Regions from separate parts of the Anas platyrhynchos genome. Here region 2 is linked to region 1. A link is a contact called in public Hi-C data. All regions are on one chromosome and are shown on one strand. The core of a region is the stretch at or near the end of the contact, and the rest is flanking DNA. Distances in the headings are between cores, read along the strand shown. Region 1 overlaps SEMA4D (semaphorin 4D). Region 2 has its middle 6.1 kb from the start of SEMA4D.

What was found. Hi-C and Micro-C count contacts between places; a contact is called where the count stands out from the background.
Region 2: a Hi-C map of liver shows a contact between it and region 1, with 2.2 times the contacts expected there. The contact joins two enhancer-like sites. A contact is called at or near these places in 2 of 8 Hi-C or Micro-C datasets (liver and skeletal muscle).

What each region holds. Positions count from the first base shown.
Region 1 is chrZ:48,119,519-48,123,567 of IASCAAS_PekinDuck_T2T, reverse strand. The region is part of intron 2 of SEMA4D (semaphorin 4D); the gene reads left to right. Among named protein-coding and RNA genes, the nearest start is that of SEMA4D, 56 kb to the left of the region's middle. Within about 2 kb of position 2,062, at least 2 of the 8 cell types and tissues checked have an H3K27ac peak or open chromatin away from gene starts, as enhancers often do.
Region 2 is chrZ:48,181,588-48,185,753 of IASCAAS_PekinDuck_T2T, reverse strand. No RefSeq gene overlaps it. Among named protein-coding and RNA genes, the nearest start is that of SEMA4D, 6.1 kb to the right of the region's middle. Within about 2 kb of position 1,428, at least 4 of the 8 cell types and tissues checked have an H3K27ac peak or open chromatin away from gene starts, as enhancers often do.

The sequences.
Region 1 (4,049 bases), core at 813-3,312:
AGCCTGAGAATATGAGGCTCCTCCCATCTGTCTGAGTGCCTCATCTGCTTTTTCTTCTGGCCAGGTGGCCTGCAGCATCATGTCACCTTTACCTGTGCTCTCTTTAATCTCACCTGTAAGGTCTCTGTCAGCTCCTCATCCATTCCCTTCATAGGGCTTCATGCTTTCCAGGTGTGCTCTCACATAAAGGACTCCTTGTCATCCCAACCCGACCTTCCTAAAGAGCCTGTATCCCATCATTGCAGCACTCCAGTCATGGGATGCAGCCCACCACATCTTGGTGATCCCAAGATCATAGCCCTGCAGCTGTCCTCACGGAAGGTTTCAGCCTAAAAAATTTTAGACACGACTTGCAACTGGGAACTTCATTTTCCTCAGAAACTTTGTCCTCCTTTTAGCCCTAGCACGCATCCTTCAGCAAGCTTTGTGGTGCAGGTAAAGGATGCATCAAATTATCTTGAAAAGCTTCACCTAATTTGTGAGTACCTAGTTAACTATTAAGTATTTTTGATACAGTTTGAAATGTAAATAATCCTCTGCTCTACATTTGTATTAGTCATAAAGGGACACTGGTCTGTTAGGTTGAGGTCTTAACTTAGTTTAGCAAACCGTGAGTTTGTGTGTGTTGCATAATAAAGAAAAGATGATAGAAATGATGTTTTCCATCAGGCAGTCTAAAAACGGCACCGTGCTTCAGGTTGTGACAGGGTGAGATCTAAAGCAAGGGGCATTTCCCGTCTGTCCTTATACCAGTCCAAAATAAACTACGTAAATAAAACTCAGTTGTCAAAGGTGAATTGTATGTTTCTGTCTTTGTAATTTTGACAGGTAATGACACAAGTATTGCTAAGTTTTCCGTCTATTTTTGGAATCAAAGACTAAGCAAATTGAAAAAATCAGGTTTAAGCAAAGTCTCGCAGTGGGAGTTCTGTGGTTTGCTTTTTCATATGGAGCCTTAAAATCTTTGTTATCGAATAGGCTTCAGTAAACATTGAAGCAGGTCTGTATTCTGTTAAAGTTTCCTAAAGCCTTTGAAGGAAATTATTTTGGGAAAACATTTTATGCCATCTGACAGATGAATCACGTTACCTCCCCCTTTTTTTGCCAAAGGAAGCAGCTCAAAGTTTGCCTGTCGCCCCGTATAGCTTCCTATCCCTCATCACAGTAACCCTACTACTTTGCAAACACATAATTAAATTGTTGTATTTATCTGTCTTAAAAATAGATGGGTAAGTTGCCCAGGAAGCCTGTGTGTTCTTTGCTCCTGCTGGGGCAGGGGATGCCTGGTGGCCAGCTGCTGCTTACTGTGAGGTGAGGCCTCCTTTGCTCTGCCAGGGCAGCGGAAGATGTGGAAGTAATTAGATGGAGAGGCAGGGAACTGTGAGTGTTTGAAGCTCTGTCTTGCAGCCCAGAGGAAGGTGCTCATTTGTCTTGCAGCCTCATGGAGGCTTGCATCACCTATGGTAATGTAATTGCATGCAGCTGACAGCGTTCCTGTTTTCACCCTTAGTTTTCCCCTGGCAGGCGGTGCAGTGGGTTCTTAGGTGTGAAAGGTGAGTGCCTCTGCCACTGTGGAGGCCCAGGAGCTGTGTTTTCTGGACAAGAAAGGCCCTCTGGCAAGGCCCTCTCCCTGGGCAAGCAGTGTCTCTGCTACAGCCCTGTCCCAGCCCGGTCCCTGCTGCCTGGGGCTGCTCGCCTGGGGCAGTGCTGCATCTCCACCGCTGGTCTAAGGGTGCCCAAAGTGCTGCAGCCCCTCTGTGTGGGACCTGCCGTGGAGCAGTGCCGGAGCATTGCCAGAAAAGATTGCCCAGGGCACATAGCACAGGGCTACGTGAAGAGATGGGGAAGTGCTGTGGGAACTCGGTGTGCCTGGGGAGCTGTGAGAGGACATCAGGAGGTGGGCGTCCGCCTTGCCTTTACTGGGGGGAGAGGTAGGGTGGGTGCTGTGCTGCTAACGATCCTCTCTGGGGAGTGCCGAGGCCCCAGCTGTGATGTTGCGTGCTGCGGGTGCCTCAGCTCATTGCCATGAAGTCCGAGGCTTTGTCAAGAAGATAAGGAAAGATCCATCCAGCACTTTGTGCAACACCGAGCAGAATTCAGGAGTTGCGCAATGTAAGTAAGTACTTATTAAGAGAAGAAAAGGGGAAAAAAAAATATTTCAAAATCAAGGTTGCAAAACTGGGCATTTCCTAACTTGGAAATTCCAGAATTTAGATGGATTGGGCAAGTATCCCACGTACAGGTTGCAGCTTTACAGTGTTGTCAGGGGGAGAAGACGCTGACCTCTGGGTGTTCAGTGTTGCGTTTTATTACTTCATTCATAAAATTAATCTGGTAGTGATAAGAGTCGCTGAATTGACATCTGTGAAAGGTGAAACTTTACTTTCACAAATACCCCTTTGTGCTTTCTTTTGTGCCTGTGCCCTAGAGGATGAGAAAGATAGGAGCCTTCTTCCTGTTGCTGGTTTCTCAACTTCTCCCATTGCAGAGCTTGTGTTTTGTGGTGAGAGTGATTTTCCAGAAGAAGGTGGACCAGAGCACTGTTTCTTTCCAGCAAGTCTGTCAAGTACTCATCGGATGCCACTGACGTGGGCGATGTGAGAGCCAGATGTTTTTCCATCTCAGTAACAGTCAAGATTAGATATAAGGAAGAAATTTTTCACTCAGAGGGTGGTGAGGCACTGGCGCAGGCTGCCCAGAGAAGCTGTGGATGCCCCATCCCTGGAGGTGTTCAAGGCCAGGCTGGATGGGGCCTTGAGCAGCTTGGTCTGGGGGGAGGTGTCCCTGACCCCTGGCCAGAGGGTTGGAGGTAGATCTTTAAGGTCCCTTCCAACCCAAACTGCTCTGTGATAAGTTACTATGGTAAGATAAGCCATTGCAGCTCCCCGCTTTCGTAATTTGTGTTAGTTTTTTACATGGGTTGTTCACTATAAGCAATTAGGCATCCTGAAACGTTCCTGTATTTAACAGTTTCAATTTTCTGTCCTCTGAGAGAGCAGAATCTCGTCTCTTTTCTCTGCCTGTGCACTAAAATTATGCTTGTCAACAGGAGCGTTCACAGCTCGCAATTTCCAGCTGTGCCCTGCCAAACTGACAGGAGCTCTGTTAATTGTTTCTTCTTCTGTAGTTGCCCTGTTTTCAGACACCATAAATACGAGCATTATGGAAAACTCATGCAAGTGCTGTACACAGTAGTTTGCTCCAGTTCATCATAATACATTGATTTAAAAACACAAGCAGAAGAATGCCTAAATGAAAATTACTTGTTTAAATTTACCTTAGAAAATGTTCAGCAATTTTACAGAAAACCAAAGAGTAGACCTGTGGCCACTTTAATTAGAGTTTAATTGTGTAACTAAGCATTGCAGGCTTCTTCCTGAATTACTTCTTAAATGTTCTTGTTTTCAAGCAAATTACAGCTCATTTTTAGGAGTCAAACCTAAAGCATTAGGAGACCTAACTTCTCAAAAATGCAAAGCACTCAACTCTAATCAAAGCCAGTGAACACTGATGGAGCTGAGCTAATTTGGAAATTAGGCCATTGTCTGGGTTTTGTGCTCCTTCTACCCGTTGTGTTATATCAAAACAGGTTCATATTAGATTATGGATGACTTCCCAGTGGATGTGAGTGAAGGAGTTATTCCAGATAATTTTCAGCACAGGGAAGGGGGGAGGGAGAGTAATTAAATTGAAGGCTAAATTTAAGGACAAGCTCCTGAGTGCATTTTCATCGCTATTTAAACTAAAGGGAGTGAGAACATCTTGCACTGTTGGGCATGCAGCATGCACTGTGGTGTCCCACCCCCCTTTCCTAATACGCAAAACTTTACCTTAATTCAGCAAATAATTTTCTGTAAGTCAAATATATTAATGTGAAAAAAATATTAACGTGAAAAAGGCTCTGTCCTGCAAACCTACACAGCAAGCCCATCTGTGAAAGGACAGACTTCTGCTTTGTGTAGCCAGAGGAGTTCCCTGGCCACACAGCAACGTAAGCACTTGCCGGTCATTTTGTCACCTTCAGAAGGTAATAACAAGTAGTAGTAGCA
Region 2 (4,166 bases), core at 179-2,678, 63 kb before region 1:
CATAAAGGTCAAACGAATGTCCGAGGATAGGAGGAAGGTGGAAGCACAGAGGCCCCTAAGTTGCACAAGGGCTGTCAAGGACAGGAGGTGTAGACAGGCTGTTTTGGCTCTCCTGTCAACCTACTTCCCCATACGCTGGTGACAGCAATGAACTTCCTCTATTTAAAAATAAATGAATGAATGAATAAATAAATAAATAAATATGCCCTAGCTCAAATGGGTTCAAATTGGTTATTAACTGGTGCTCCAAAACTGCCTTTAAGCCTTCACAAGCTGCTTGCCCTAAGTCAGTCACTGGGGCTGACTGCATATCACACTGAAATATCTCATGTGGTTTCTTAATTTAATTTGCTTGGTCTGAAACACCAGAAGGAGCGTTAAGTATGTGGACAAAAAAACCATTTTGATTTCTCAGAATTGTAATGCATCTACTTTTTTTTTTTTTAGTGTCCGTAGCTGCCTTTTACCTTTGGGTAGATTTCCAGCTAGTCATCAGAAGGCCAATTCCCACTGAAGTCCCTACTGCCCCTGTTGGTCATACAGCAGCCAGAAACTGGCCAAGAGTCTTCCCTAAAACCCAGAGAAGAACAGGGGAGTGCTTGGGAAAACTAGGGGAAAACTGAAAGGCTGCTTTCCAATAACAGCATTGTCCTGCACTGTTTCCGTCTGCATCGAACCTCGGCGAAGAAGGCTGCCCTTGCAAAGATTCCTGCAAACCCTGCTGAGAAGGGAGCAGTCACCCAGGAGGAACAAGTCGTCCTCTACATCTGTATTTTTGCCAGGGGTGAAGCAATCTGCCCTGGGACATTGCTCCTTGGTGCCAGGTCAGGGTTTTACTCAGACTGTGGTAGTGCAGGAGCCGAGCTGGCAGTGCTCCCCAGGCCCCTTCCCACAGGCAGAAGGGTCTCTGCACCGCACAGGCACATCAAACTAGCCATGGTACCAAATGGGTTAAAACCCCTTGGGACAGCTGTTGGTTATCCCATTTTCCCCACAGGAAATAATCAGATGACATGAAACTTTAACAAAGATATGGTACAAGTGAATATTTTGTCACTGGTCTGTTGCACTGAAGTTGGAGGTAACGTGGCTTCTCATCCTTGTCCACAGGACCCTTTTCCTGAGCTTGTCACTGGTCAGTTACTGCAGAAATGTGCAATCCAAGCCTGTTGTTAGGATCTGCACTTAGGCAGGTCTCTGACCTGGTGGTTATGAAACTTATTCCCGAAAAAACTGCAGGGACTTTACCATGTTTGTGTTTGCCTTGTTCTTTGCTTCGCGGAGAATCGTGAGCTGCTCTCTGGATGCTGTTTGCTGCTTCATCATTTCATGCTATCTAATCACTTCGTATTACCAGAATTCCTTGTCTGTTATGCACGCAAGGATGTCCAAGTGACTAACCTTGGATGTCTGACCGCAGTGAAAGAAACAAGGATGGGCTCTGCACTAGGGCAGGGAGCGCCAGCCGGGCAGCCCAGGGGATCCGTGTGCAGTGTGACGGTGCCTGGAAGGGACAGATATGATAGTGATCCCTGGAATACATTCAGACTGTCTCCGATTAAGCTATTTGTTCAGGTGCAAGGTTACAGGAAAAATGGGCAAGCAGAGCAATATAATAAATACAATTTTCTTATCCTTTGCTGTAGAATCACGTACATTTTTTTTTTTTTCCAGTAAAGGAATGTACACAGTAGAGATGGCGTGAATACACAATAGCAATGTACTCCAGCAATGCTAAAAAAGCCTCGCTTTAAAATGTCTGCCTCTAGGCATATCGTGCAACAAATGGCAGAAGGTGGAAAATCCAGGCCTGCCCTAACACTGAAGTTACATATAAGAGCCAGAAACAACAGGCCTTGAAAGCAGCTTCAAAACCCTAGAAGTCTGGGAGCGAATTTTCTTTATCGCTCCAAATTGTAGAACATTCCTTATCTTTCTCCTTGTATCAGTGCAAAAATGTATTTCATATGCGAGAAACATATAAATAACAGGCCCAGCTGAGTCATTTTATTTTTCTGACATTTGTATCCAATCTTTTTTCCTCTACCTCTTCTTTCTTTCTTTCTTTTTCTTTCTTTCTTTCTTTCTTTCTTTCTTTCTTTCTTTCTTTCTTTCTTTCTTTCTTTCTTTCTTTCTTTCTTTCTTTCTTTCTTTCTTTCTTTCTTTCTTTCTTTCTTTCTTTCTTTCTTTCTTTCTTTCTTTCTTTCTTTCTTTCTTTCTTTCTTTCTTTCTTTCTTTCTTTCTTTCTTTCTTTCTTTCTTTCTTTCTTTCTTTCTTTCTTTCTTTCTTTCTTTCTTTCTTTCTTTCTTTCTTTCTTTCTTTCTTTCTTTCTTTCTTTCTTTCTTTCCTTTTTCTTAATAGAGATGCTTTCTTTCTACCAGACTTTTTTTTCTCTACCTTTTTTTTATTCCTAAAGCCAAGAAAAACAGCAGCGATTATCAGCTTATAATGTCCTTAATGTTGACATTTTCCTCAGCCTTTTTCTTATCTCTGTTATCTTAGAATAATTAGAAATTTAAAGCATTAACCAAATAGAAAAAGAAAGAGTAAATATTATGACACTCCTCCTTCTGGGTTAGAGCTGTGTTGGACGCAGCCACAGCTGACAGCAGCAGACTGAATCCAAAGGCAGCAGAGAGGCTAGGGGCAGCTCCTCCACTCCTGCACATGCCATGAGGTGCAGTTCGGCTCTCCCATGCCTGGTCACACACCTCTCCTCTGCTGGAACACCCATCAGAGATGGGGACTCCTCTCCGGGCCCAGACAGGTTTCCAAGACAATAAAGTGCTACCAACTCAAAGCCAGGAAAGGGATAGAGACATCATTCCCAGGGAAATGGTTAATCAATTTGTTTTATTTACATTTCACGATTTTTATTTCTTCTTTCTTTTTTTTTTTTATTTCTTTTTTTTTTTTTACAGTTAACCAGGGAAAGTAAAACCTGAAGTCTTTCAGTATAAAAAACTTTTGGCTAAGGATCTCTTTCTTGATAAGCCTAAGCACAAAATAAATATTTAATCATAGTAGCTGGAACTTTCTCCTTTTGAATGGTTTTGATGTGAACCAATGGAAATTTTCCAGGGTTACATAAAAAAAATTCCCAGCTTGCTCTACAAAACTTGTTTCCTCTTCTTCTTCTTCTAAGGGGGGATGTTTTAGATAACTAAAAGACATTTTTTGCACTGTGTACCAGAATGCCCAGTGTACCTTAAATGCAGTAACCAAGAGCTTTGCATTTGTTTCATTTGTGGAGGAGACAGGACACAGTTACAGATATGAATTTTGATATTCTGCACTTTCGCTCACTTTGATTGTCAAGCAACTCATAGGAAAGATATACAATTTTCCTAGTTTCTACACGCCAAAGTGATCTTTTATGGCTTTATAAGTCTCTTGTCAAAGATTATCCTTGATCCCTTCCACTCTAGCCTTTATTTGCATTTTTTTCCTCATTCTCTGGAACAGTGACATGTTCCCAAGAGGTTCTTGCTAGCTGCAAATTACTTATATCATCCTAGAAAATCCCATCCTCTCCTGAGCTGTGTGTCCTTTTATTTAATTTATAATGCTGAGGCAATTGGATCCTTAGCTATTGTTCTCCATACGAAATAACAGAAATCTAATAGGAGCAACTGGTGGAAACTGAAACCTTACTGTAGAGAAGGAAAGAAATGTCTCTGTAACATCATACTGAGAAACCATGACCTGGCTTAGCTTCAGCAAAGGGGTGCTTATTAGGGCAGCCTAGTTCAGGCAGCAAATCACATCAGGTTTTTGCATTCTTTTGGAGTGAGAGGGACAGGGGATGCCAGCACACACACATGCACACACAAAATAAAAAATCAAAAAATAAAAATAAAAAAAAAAGGAAGAGGGCACAGAAGGAGAGAACTGGAGTCTGCTTTTATGTTTTATTCACGGTATATTTCCATTGCTGACTTCCTATTTTGTAGGTTTGTGGTTGCCTGAGTGTTGTCAGGCATTCATTGCCTTGTACATTATTTGAGGAAGATGTCCAGCAGAACAGCAGCGGCTACAAGATACGTGTTTTTAAGTCAATAATCTTTGCTTATCCGCATCCAGACTCGGAGCCTACGGGCTTTAGTTGGATAATTTAGCATAAGTTACAGGCACTGGTATAAGTCAAAGAATCTAACCAGTCAAGT